Linked DNA regions of Capsicum annuum: region 2 is linked to region 1. The links are chromatin contacts, called in public Hi-C maps. All regions are on one chromosome and are shown on one strand. Each heading gives the region's core, a stretch centred on a gene start, on an enhancer-like site or on the middle of the called end of the contact. The rest is flanking DNA. Distances are from core to core; before and after follow the strand shown.

What was found. Hi-C and Micro-C count contacts between places; a contact is called where the count stands out from the background.
Region 2: a contact with region 1 is called in a Hi-C map of leaf, with 2.0 times the contacts expected there. The contact joins the enhancer-like site here to the promoter of LOC107878080 in region 1. A contact is called at or near these places in 3 of 5 Hi-C or Micro-C datasets (leaf and placenta).

Annotation. Positions count from the first base shown.
Region 1 is chr7:174,670,432-174,676,614 of UCD10Xv1.1, reverse strand. LOC107878080 (probable E3 ubiquitin-protein ligase XERICO) reads left to right here and starts at 3,101. Exons shown (of 3, transcript XM_016724956.2): 1 at 3,101-3,399; 2 at 4,185-4,247; 3 at 4,969-5,677. The coding sequence starts at 4,982. The coding sequence ends at 5,440. It overlaps LOC124885644 (a long non-coding RNA gene), which reads right to left. Exons shown (of 2, transcript XR_007042997.1): 2 at 5,974-6,183.
Region 2 is chr7:174,719,435-174,725,617 of UCD10Xv1.1, reverse strand. No RefSeq gene overlaps it. Among protein-coding and RNA genes, the nearest start is that of LOC124885645, 5.9 kb to the left of the region's middle. Within about 2 kb of position 2,342, at least 4 of the 5 cell types and tissues checked have an H3K27ac peak or open chromatin away from gene starts, as enhancers often do. A contact at or near this core is called in leaf, where this site is marked.

The sequences.
Region 1 (6,183 bases), core at 1,852-4,351:
TCTATGCATCCTACGAATAGCCCCCTTAACCTCCTCAACCTTAATGCGCCTAAAATAACCATAATTACGAAACCTCTCAGAATGCTCTAAATCCCCCCAACACAATGCTAGTATCCGTTCTTTCGTTTAGAAGCTTATGAAAGTAAGACTGCCATCTCTTTCTAATATGACTCTCCTCCACCAAAAACTTTGCCATCCACATTCTTAATACAATTCACCTGATCTAAGTCTCGAGCCCTCCTCTCCCTAACCTTGGTGAGCCTATATAACTTTTATCCCAACTTTTACTATCCAACGATGTGTATAAAGTCTTGAAAGCAGCATTCTTAGCCCTTGTGACTGCTAACTTCACCTCTCACCTAGCAATCTTATACTTCTCCCTATTCTTCCATTTATCTTCTTCATCCTTACTCTCAGCCAACTTTGCGTACGCTTTCTTCTTAGCCTCTACCTTCCCCTTCACCTCTTCGTTCCCTCACTAGTCCCGTTGGTGTTTGCCCAAGCAGCCTCTCGAGACCCCCAACACCTCTCTAGTTGTCTCCCTGATGCAAACATACTATCAACATCTCCTCCACTCCCCCCAAGCCTTTCTCGCTATCAACTTATCATCTATATCCAATGCACTGGCCAAAGTCAGACTGTCCCATCTAATCCTCGGCTGATCCTCTATACCTCTTCTCCCCTACTCATTTATGATCTCCAAGTCCATCACCAAAAGCCTATGTTGGGTCAAAAGACTCTTACTTGTTAAGACCTTACAATCCTTACAAATACCCCTATCTCCTTTTCTGAAGAGCAAGAAGTCAACCTGGGTCTTGATACCAAACTACAGAAGGTAGCCAAGTAAACCTCCTTCTTGGGAAAGTTCGAACTGACTACCACTAATTCAAATGCCCGAGCAAAATCCTGAAGTGTCACTCCTTCAACATTCCTTACACCAAACCCATAGCTTCCATGCACATCATCATAACCTTTTGAAGAAGACCCCATGTGCCAGTTGAAATCGCCTCCTATGAAAAGTTTCTCATTACTGGGTACATCCCTCACCATCTCATCCAAATCCTCCCAAAATCTCTTCTTCTCTTCATCATCCAAGCCTTCATGTGGTGCATATACACTAATAATATTCCAAGAAGACCCTCCAATAACTAGCTTAATTGACATCATCCTATCATTAGCCCTCTTAACCTCTACCATTTGCTTTCTAAATTCATCATCTACTGGAATACCTACACCATTTTGTTCCTCACGATTCCTGAGTACCACAACTTATAACTATCTACTACATTTGCCTTAGTACCTACCCATTTGGTTTCTTGAAGACAGGCTATATTAATTCGCTTTCTAAGAATTTTCACTAGCTCTAATGACTTTTTCGATAAAGGCCCTATATTCCATGACCCTACTCTCAACCTATAGTCATCCTTAGCTCTTTTACCCTTTCTACCCCTGCCCCCACCCTCGTCCATGATCCCGACCCTGATCCCCGACCCAAGCCCCTTCCAAAGACATAAACCTACGCCAACACCATCTAACACAGCCACCAGAGACAGCACAGACCAATAACATTAAGAGCACAAAGCAACCCAAAAAGTATTATCAAGCCCATACTACAGAACTAATATGAACAACGAAATGGCTAAAACATAAGAAGAATTAACAAGTAAAACACTACTATGAAATACAGAAATAAACAAGTAAATCGTCACCCACAAACAAGATAGTCAGCTAAGACGCGAAGAAAAATAAATTCAAAATAGGAATAGTAGACAAGACAGCCAGTAGCAGCCACTAGAATCAAGAAAGCTATATCTAGAAGAGATGGAGCGAGTGCACCTGATCGAAGCTGGGTCGGTTTACTTGGTTGAGTCGCCGAATTCTGATAATTTGCAGCGAATATTGGTCGGCGGAATCGTGTTGTCGCCGCCTGAGAAGGTATGTTGAATCTGAACTTGTAGTACCTGCAACGGGTTAGAAAGAAAGAAAAGAGAGAGAGAGATCGTCGAAAATACGTCGCCGAAAATTAGCGTCAGAACTACGGCGATGCAAGGAGTCGCCGACAGAGAAGAAGTCGCGGGCAAAGCAATCCACCGGAGAGACCGATCGTGAGCAAGAGGATCGCCAGTCGTTTGGATCTGATTATCTAAATTCTATTTGTATCACAAAAATTGAGACAAAAAATAATATATATTAAGCCCATGCTAGCATCTAATTTTATTTACATTCGTCTAAGTCTGATATTATATATTTAAAAAACATTTATACTGCAATATATCTTCCATTAGAAGTGTCCATTTTCTTTTCTATTTACCAGTAAACAAACAGTTCAAAATAAACATTAGTTCGTCATATTGATAAAGATTTGCTCGCTCCATTTTAAAATAGTTGATCTTTATTGACTTAATACTCCTTTAAGAAAATATTTATTAGAAATTTATTTTACTAAATTAACATTATTAATTATACTTTAAAAATATAAATTTGATTATATGCACTTTGCATACGCATTTAATAATAGAGGTAGTATTGAAATATCATAATAAAATTCTCTTAATTTTATAAATAAAACAATTATTTTAAAATATATACTCTCTCCATTCAGATTTACTTGACACTAATTTCTAATTTAATTTTCATTTTTATTTATTATTTTTTGACAAATCAAGAATAACATTTTTTTTTCATATTTAACCGTTAGCATTAATTACTTATTTTTTAAATTATTTTTAATACTTATTATTAATATTAACTAACAGAAGTAATATAATAAAGTAATCATTAACTAGTCCTATTTTCTTAATAAATATATTAAATTAAAAAATAATAAATTAAATAAATATTTTTTAAAATAAACCAACTAAAACGAAATGATACACGTGAATAAAGATAAACCGTAGTTGAATGAGAGTTGGGGAAAGTACCACAATGGTCAAGGAGGTGATTAATTACACTACGATGTGAACATGGAGTGAAGCGGACAGATTTTATAATGGGACCCAAGATATTACTATTATTATTATTATTATTATTATAAAACATAATATAATATATTAAAACTTTAAAATTTTGAAAATATCAAATCACAACAGCATATTATATTCAATCTTATCTCATATTTCTATGAAATATTATTTCCATTGTTTGAACTCATAAATTTTTGAAAACATGATATCAATTCAACCTGTTACTTCATTAATATTATTATTTTTTATAAATAGAAGGGGTTGTTAGGAAGAGGCCATCATCAACCATTATCAACACTGTCCTCTCTTGGTATCCTATGAATCTACTACCCTACCCTTATTATTCCCAAACACTTAAATTTTTCCCAATTTTCTTGCAATTTCAAACTTCAAAGAAACCTTCTTCTTCTAGCTTCTACTACACCTGTAATATAAAGTGAGTAACTAATTAGTGCCCTTTATCTATTACTATTAGTAGTATCTGTTAACCTTTTATTTATTTGGTTCACAAGCATCTTTACCATTTATGTAGTCTTGAAAATAAAAGAAAAAAAAAATCCTTTTTATGAAGTTCTTGATGGTATTAAGTCAATCTTGATCTGTAATTAGATCTTAGTGTTCAAGAATTGTGTTGTATGATTATTTTTTGTCATTTGATTTGATTTTTCCTCTTTTTAATGTTTCTTGATGATGGATAATTGGCACCAGATAAAGCTGAATATTTTTCAATTTTGTCTAGTTTTTTTGTTTTTTTTTGGGTGTTTTCTTGTATAATTTGCATTTGGTGGTCTGAGATTTAATATCTTTTCAAGGATAAATCTTCAAGAAGTCTTAAACCCAGAATTTTTTTTCTTGTCATCCTGAAAAAATAAATGAAATTATTGCAGTTTTAGCAGAAGGTTTAAAGAATCTTGGATCCATATTCATAAAAATCTGGATTTGATTTTTCATTGGCACAAAACTGAAACTTTTAAATTATGGAGTCTTGTTTAGATGTGTACATAGCTCCAATTTTCAGTTCCTGATTGAGTTTCTGCTTTCTTCCATCACTCTAGTTACTATTTTGATGCATATGCTATTTATGTTTAGGCTGACATCTGAATGACTAAATCTGCTTGTCTAGGGGGATGTTCCATTTATAATTGTGTTACTGCTATAGCCTGTTTAACTTTTCCTCATAATTGGCTGAATTGATATATGTTGCTGCTTGTGTCTATGCAGGTCCAGTGCACTCGCCTATTCCAGAAGTTGTTGCTAGAAGAAAATCTCCTAGTTTCAGCCTAGGTAAACTCTGATTCCGCAAGTTCTGGTCTTTCCAATGGTTTCTGTTTGGATCATCTTGCTTTCTATACTGGCAAGAATATGGGAAAAAGGGAAAGGAGAGAAAGTGTTGAACCTTAATACTTACCCTATTTTTTGTCTTACTTACCTTTTTAGTATGTTCCAAAAAGAATGGCTCTTTCCACTTTAGCAAAAAAAAAAGAGAGAGAGAGAGAATGGCTCTTTCCATTTCTGGCAATTTCTTAACTCCAGTTTTCACACACATGTTTAGGACCACAAGGTTAAATGTCATTTTGATACATTCTATGTATCTTTAATTTAAGACCACATGATTCAAAAAGTTTTCCTTACTTTCCGAAACTCCGTGTCATCTCGGAAGCGGACAAACAAATTGAAACGGAGGGAGTATGGTATTGCATATCTTGACTATCAGTCTTGTTCTGCCATTACTACCTCTGGGCAAGCTGTTTGTTCCAGTCTACTTGGAATATTTAGAGAGAAATTTTGGGAAGTAAGATTTAGCTAAATATGAACTTATTTCACTTGGCTGGAAGATGGATTTGGACCGACTGTTTTGCTAAAAGTAGATGAAGCTTGTGGTGTTGCTGTTCTTGTTTGAAAAACTATTTATACTCTTTTTTCATCGGTCAGTTTATAGTCTTGCCTGGACTTCTATATGTCTTTACTCTAATGGTTGATTTTTCATTTTTCATTTTGTGACTAGATTCCAATCCATTATGGGCCTCTCACAGTATCCAACTCCAGCAGATGCGGGAGTGCTTTGTGTGATTCTAGTGAACACGGCCATATCTATCTCCATTGTTAAGGAGATGGTCCGATCGATCCTTCATGTGATTGGCATCCGCATTGCATCATGGGACGACTATTCCCTCGAAGGTCCCTTGGACCCGTTTGAATGTCGCAGAAGCCCATCAGAGTCATATATGGAGGAATTCAGAAGCCATACCCCTGCTATTCGCTATGATTCAATCTGTATCTCTAACCACGCTGAGAAAGAGTGCTCGGTCTGCCTGACAGATTTTGAACCTGATGCAGAGATAAACCATCTGTCGTGTGGCCATGTTTTCCACAAGCTTTGTCTAGAGAAGTGGCTCAAGTACTGGAATGTAACTTGTCCACTTTGTAGGAATTACATGATGTCTCAAGAAGGCGAAGAAGATACTTGTCCTATGTGAGCGAGAAGTTTATTGAGGCTATAACACTACTATACGTCTGAGGATGTTCCGATGTACAGCTTAGTAGTGTACAGGCTGAATACATGCAACGGTTCATCTTTGACATTGGGTAGTTCTGTAGCTTTTCATATTTGTAATGTTTGGCGTCCTCTCTGAGTGACGGGTCTCTTTACTGTGACCAAGAATTCATACATTCTTGTACATAATATATGAAAGATTTTCTTATGATGTTTGCCATCTTCTTGCCTTAGCTATCAAGTGAATGGTCTCTTTCTGCTTGCTTAGTTAGGGTGTTTACTTAGGTTATTTCCAGTGTGGGGAGCTGTGTTTGAATTCTTAAAAAATGCTGACGCACTGGGGAGCTATGTTTGAATTCTTAAAAAATGCTGACCCACCCGTATTGAATCATCCAATAAAGCGCTATTTTTGACGCTTCGACACACACCAAACTAACATTTTTTAATGGTGTCTCCGTCTCTTTCCTCATTTTCTTTTGGGTGGGTGGAGGAGGTTAGGCAAAGCATGTGCAATGATTGATCTTAGAAGTAACCAACATATATAAATAATGTACAACTAAGCATTCTTCATGCCTTTACAACTTTAGGAATCAGATCAGCATAGTTATTGTAAACAAAGATCAAGGATTAAAAGGAAAGTAAGAAAAGACAGAAATTGAGTCCCCATCACATGCTTAATTACACAGATGAAATGATGGAGCACATTACTTGAGTAAAGTTCAAGCA
Region 2 (6,183 bases), core at 1,093-3,592, 50 kb before region 1:
GAAATTTCTAGAGCCTTGCTTTTTTAGTCTAAATTACCCATTTCATTCTAGGTTGTTGTGTTCTCATAGCCACCTACATGATCAATGGATTTCCTTCCACCTTAATAATAAATCTCATTTTGAGCTTTTCCAAGATCAGGCACCTTTTTTTCTCATTTAAAAACTTTTGGGTTTCCTTGCTTCACTTCTGTTTCTAAGGTTCATAGGGATAAATTTTAGTCTAAATTTGATCCATGTGTTTTCATAGGTTATCCTTTGGGGTGATTGTATTCTCACAGCCACCTACTCGATTAATAGACTTTCTTCCACCTTACTTAACAACAAATCTCCTTTTGAGCTTTTATATGGTCATGGACCTTCTTTTTCTCATCTAAGAACTTTTGAGTGTCTTTGCTCACTGTTGTTTGTAAGGTTCATAGAAATAAATTTCAGCCTAAAGTCGATCCCTGTGTTTTCATAGGTTATCCTTTGGGTAAAACAGGTTAAAATCAATATAATTTGAATATTAAACTCATTCTTGTGTCTAAAGATATTGTTTTTCATGAGTCCATATTTACTTTTGCTATTCCTTCTCATTTTCATCTTCTTCACCTTCTCTTATTATTTTTTCTGATTTCGAGACCCCCTCTTCTCATCTTCCTTCTTATTCTCAACCTTTTGTTCCTTCAACGTTTGCTACATCTACTTCTACTCTTTCCTCGTCTCCTGCTCTCAGAAGGTCTTCCCAGCCTTATTTTATACTTTCTCATCTTCAACCTCATGTATATAATTTACCCCCTTCCTTGTAAGGTTAGGGTTTTGATTCTACTAGTACTGATACTTTTGCTAGCACTACTATTTTGGAGCCTACTTCTTATTCTCAAGCATCCTTCATACCAGCTTGGCAAGATGCTATGCAGAAAGAGTTTGAGGCTCTTGAGGCTAACTATACATAGCCAGTGGTTTCTCTTCCTTCCAGCAAGAAACCTATTGATTGTAAATGAATTTTCAAAGTCATATACAAATTTGATAGGTCTTTAGAGAGATATAAGACCACGCTAGTTTATAGAGGTGACACCCAAGTTAAAGGTGTGGACTTCACTAAGACTTTCTTTCTTGTAATTAAGTTTTTCACCATTAAATGTTTGATTTTTCTGGTTGCCAAGAAGCAGTGGTCTTTGTTTCAGCTGGATGTAAATAATGTCTTTATTCATGGTGACTTGGAGGAAGAAGTCTACATGAAACTACCTCCTAATGTTTCTGCTCTTGCATGTGCTGATTTTCCTCTAGTTTGCCTCCTTCAGAAATCTTTATATGGTATTCAACAGGCTTCTAGGCAATGGTATGCCAAATTATCTCAAGCTCTATGTTCTAGAGGGTACATATATTCTTTGAATGACTATTCCTTATCTACTAGAAAAAATGACTTTTCATTGTTATTTTGGTTGTGTGTGGGGATGACATTATCCTCACTGGTGATGATTTGGTTGAAATCTCCAATCTCTAGTTATTTTTGGATACACAGTTTGGGAGTAAGGATTTGGGTGTTCTTAGCGATTTTTTGGGCATCCAGGTTGCTTATTCTGCTCAGGGTCTTTTTCTACATCATCATAAATTTGTTCAGGATCTCCTCTTAGAGTTAGGCTGTGAATTTGTTACTGTTGTTACATTCCTTCTTGATCTAATGTAAAATTGCAGGCCATTACAAGTGATCTCTTGAGTTCTCCTAAGACTTACAAGATTTTGGTTGGCAAGTTGAACTTTTTGACCCATACTAGACCTGACTTGTACTTTGTCATTCAACACCTCAACTAATTTCTTTAGTTTTCTTAAGCTCCTTACATACATGCTTCCCTCTATCTTTTCAGGTTTCTTAAGGGGTCTTTGGATGCTGGTGTTTCTATTAGTGTTGATCTCTTTTTCTCTCATTCAACTTTTTATGATAGTTATTGGGTTGTTTATCCTGATACTAGGCGCTCACTTTCTGGTTTTACATTTTTCTTGGACATTTTTTGGTGGGTTGGAAGGTTAAGAAGCATCCTGTCATCTTTCTTTCATCTATGGAAGATGAATATCGTGTCATTAGTAAGGTTATTATTGATTTATCTCTGATTGTTCGATTGTTGGCTGATCTTGGTGTTCTAATTGATCAGCATGTCCCTATCTACTATGATACTCAGGCTATTACCCGCAACCCCATGTTCCACAAATGCACTAAGCACAATGAGGTAGATTGCAATTTCACTTGTCAATAACTTTTTCTTGGTCTTATTTCCTTGCATCATGTCTCCACTATGGCCCAGCTCGCTAATATTTTCGCGAAGCCTCTCACTGGGCTTCTCCATTATTCCATTCTTCCTAAGTTGGGTGTCCTTCCTCACTCCAACTTTAAGAGGGTGCTCGACCTCATACTAAAAATGATTTGACGGTCCAGTTGATCGAAGGCCCAAGCTGATTAGTTGGCCTAGTTGTAGATTTATTTATATAGGACCATTTTGTATTATATAGAATCTTGAGGTAGTATGTACAAAGTGGAGTAATACACTTTAGAAAGAGATTTAATTCATTCTTCGGTCAATGAAAGGTCACAAATATTTTCTCCATTTTCTCTCTCTAAGTCCATCAATGAATACTAATAATTTGGAAAATTAATTGATAACTTATAGCGAAGGAGAGTAGGTGGTCGAACCCTAGAACGTCGATTCCATTATCTGATATTTTTCGTCCAAAATAGCCACTGCGATCGTTGGTCAGCCTCATGCAGTGGTTGGCTAACTCAATATTGAGATACAATGGATAATTTCCCAGATTTACCAAACACAAATATTACAAAAATACAGTCTCCTAAAAACTTAATACCATTACCATCTTTCCCAAAGGTGACATATTCAAATCTTTTGAAACAAAACACAGGCTATGCTAATACAAATACACAAGTGGAACCGATTTCTATCAAGAAACCTGAATTCATTAATGGAGTACCTCGTGTACAATGGACTAAAGATGAAGTAGACAGAATGAATTTGATTGAAGGGATTCATTATGCTATAATAGGGAAGTTCTATTACGGATGGCCAGAATTAGATGATCTTCGAATTCAACTGTCAAAACAACTCAATGTGAAAGGTGGATGTAACATTGGATTATTGAGAAATCGACATATTTTGTTGAGACTTGACAGAATAAAGGATTTTGTCACTGTTATGTCAAAGAGCGTTTATTATATTAATGTTAAGAATGACTATTCATATCAAATGCGACCATTTATCTAGGATGCTAAGTTTGTAACTAATGATGAAACTTCACACGTTAAAGCTTGGATCTCTTTCCCCAATCTTAAGCCTACATATTTTGTGAAAGAATCACTATTCTCATTAGCCTCAGCAGTTGGTGTTGACACCTAATTTTTTTCCTCCACGATTAAATTTAACCCTGCGTTTCTTCAATTTTTAATAAAATTTGAAAAATTCATTTCATCCGGATAAATGCGCTCTAAAATATTATTTGGGTTAATTTTGACATTTAATTGACGATTGTAGGTTTTTGTATTTACATATGCGAAATTGTATAAATTACTTAAATAAATATTTTTATCAAAATTGGACTTTTACTGGCAAGCTTGAAATTCAAACGGATAAAGTCTTGATTTAAATATAATTTAATCTCAAAAATAATTTATTTTAATAAATATGTGTTTGATTTTATTAAATCAAGAAGATCGGGATTAAATGAAGTCTTAATTCGTATCGAAATTCAATTTAATTCAGCCAATCTATTAGATTTGGCCATAATTGAAATCAAATTGGCCATAATTGCAATGTAATCCTCCAATTGATTTTTAATTTGGTCAAAATTAAATAAATTTGGCTAAATTTTAAATCCAAATTGGGATTATATTTTAAATAACCCCAAAATTTTAAAAAACTCTCATAACTTCAACCCAATTCCCACCAAAAATAATTTCAAATCCCAAAATTAAATTTGAAATTCAAAATTTATACTAGATTGTACAATTCTCCCTCAACCTTGTCCCTTTTGAAAATTTGAATTTCAAAATTTGTACTATATTGTACAATTCCCCCTCAACTTTTTCCAAATTTAAATTTTGAAATTTAAAAATTGTACTACATTGTACAATTCCCCTTCAAATTTGTCCTTTTTTCAATTTTGAAATTCAAAAATTATACTACAAGTGTACAATTTCCCCTCAACCCTGTCCATTTTTCAAATTCAAATTTTAAAATTCAAAAATAGTACTACATAGTACAATTCGCCTTCAACCTTTTTCCTTTTTTCAATTTGAAAATTCAAAAATTGTACTATATTATATAATTTTTCCCCACCTTATCTTTCACCTCACCTTATCTTAAATTTTAAAATTCCAAGAACACCCCTAAATACTTTCCCCCACATTGATGGATGAAAAGAATGGAATTCTCATACTTTCCTATAAATACTACAACTATTTTGGAAGAAATCCCAAGTTTCAAGGTTGAAAAAAAAAACTTTGAGCAAAGAAGAGTTTTTATTTTAGTAAAAAAAAAAATCTGTGAAATTCATGGGCTAATCGAAGTCCTCGAGTTGAACGCTTTCCTATGGTGATCAAGACTCCAAAGAAAGCTTGTAGTCTCGTTGTATTTCCCCAAAAAAGGTAAACACACCTTTCTCTTTTTTAGTTTTATAATCATTTTCTTTTTCATCTTTTTCTTCTTCGTAGTTTATAGCTCACCGAAGACATGACCCTAGATAGGAAGGTCTGGAGGACGCGAATTAGGGCAGAAGACTAGGGCCGGTTTGGGTTGCTAGGGTAGGGAATTACTTGGTGGGGGTTTTATTCTTGTTATGATTCTGTGTTCCATGTTTTATTACGAATCTGTGTGCTTTCCTCTGTTTTCTAATGCTTATCGGTGCCGTATTTATGTTATGTAATCTAGTTCTGTGCTTTACTATGAGTTTGTGTGGTATCTCGTGACTTGAGCCGGGGGTCTATCGGAAACAGCCTTTCTACTTCTTTAGAGGTAGAGGTATGGACTGCGTACATCTTACCCCCCCCCCCCAGACCCCACTAGGTGGGAATACACTGGGTTTGTTGTTGTTGTTGTTGTTGTTGTTGTAGTTTATACTTGTAATTTTGCTTGCTGGGATTGTTTACTGTAGATTTGTTGTAGACGGCCTTGAAGGCCATAGGACATTGTGGTATCGATATTAGTTTTATTTTTAAGTTCATGAAATAAAAATGAGCTAGCAATAGTTGAACATGCCTTTTTATTTTATTCTATGATTATTATAGATAAAGTTTAAATCTTTGCTTAAAAGATGTACTTATGTTTTGTTTAAATTCATTGTTGGCGGATATGTTTGTTTTTACATATAAAGTTGTTTCCTTTATGTTGAAATTAATAGTTAGTATTGATTGTTTCTCCTTTTTCACTTTATTCTTTGATTATTATAGATAAAGTTTCAGTCTTCACTTAAAAGATGTACTTATGCTTTGTTTAAATTCATTGTTGGCGGATATATTTGTTTTTAGCATGTAAAGTTGTTTCCTTTATGATAGTTAATATTGATTGTTTCTCCTTTTTTACTTTATTCTTTGATTATTATGGATAAAGTTTCAATCTTTGCTTAAAAGACGTACTTATTTTGTGTTTAAATTCATTGTTGGCGTATATATTTATTTTTAGCATGTAAAGTTATTTTCTTATGTCGAAAATAATAGTTACTATTGTTTGTTTTGCCTTAGTAAAATAATAATTGGTTAAGTCAAGAACTTGTCATTTGCTTGCTAATCATTTTAATGGATTTCAAAATCCTCATATCAGAGATGAAGTGCTAGCTTTATTTTTCATCAAAATATTTATTCCTTTTTTTTCGCATGTCGTTTTGTCGCTAGTAAAATAGTAATTGGTTATGTCAAGAACTTGTCATTTGCTTGCTAATCATTTTTCCGCATGTCGTTTTGTAGCTAAATAGAATTATTTAGATATTTCTGAGTCATGCATAATATGATTGTTAAATGATATTTTACTTTTAGAGATGCTAAATTTTTATTCTAATTTTCTTACTCCATTTGGATTGTTACTTGTGTTTTTGTGTGTGTAAAGACTTGATTCATGTCTCTCTTTGATTCATAATATCAAAAGAGAATCAACGATGTCTTAGAAATATAAATCGTAGCTCGTTACATCTTTTTCCTAAAATTAG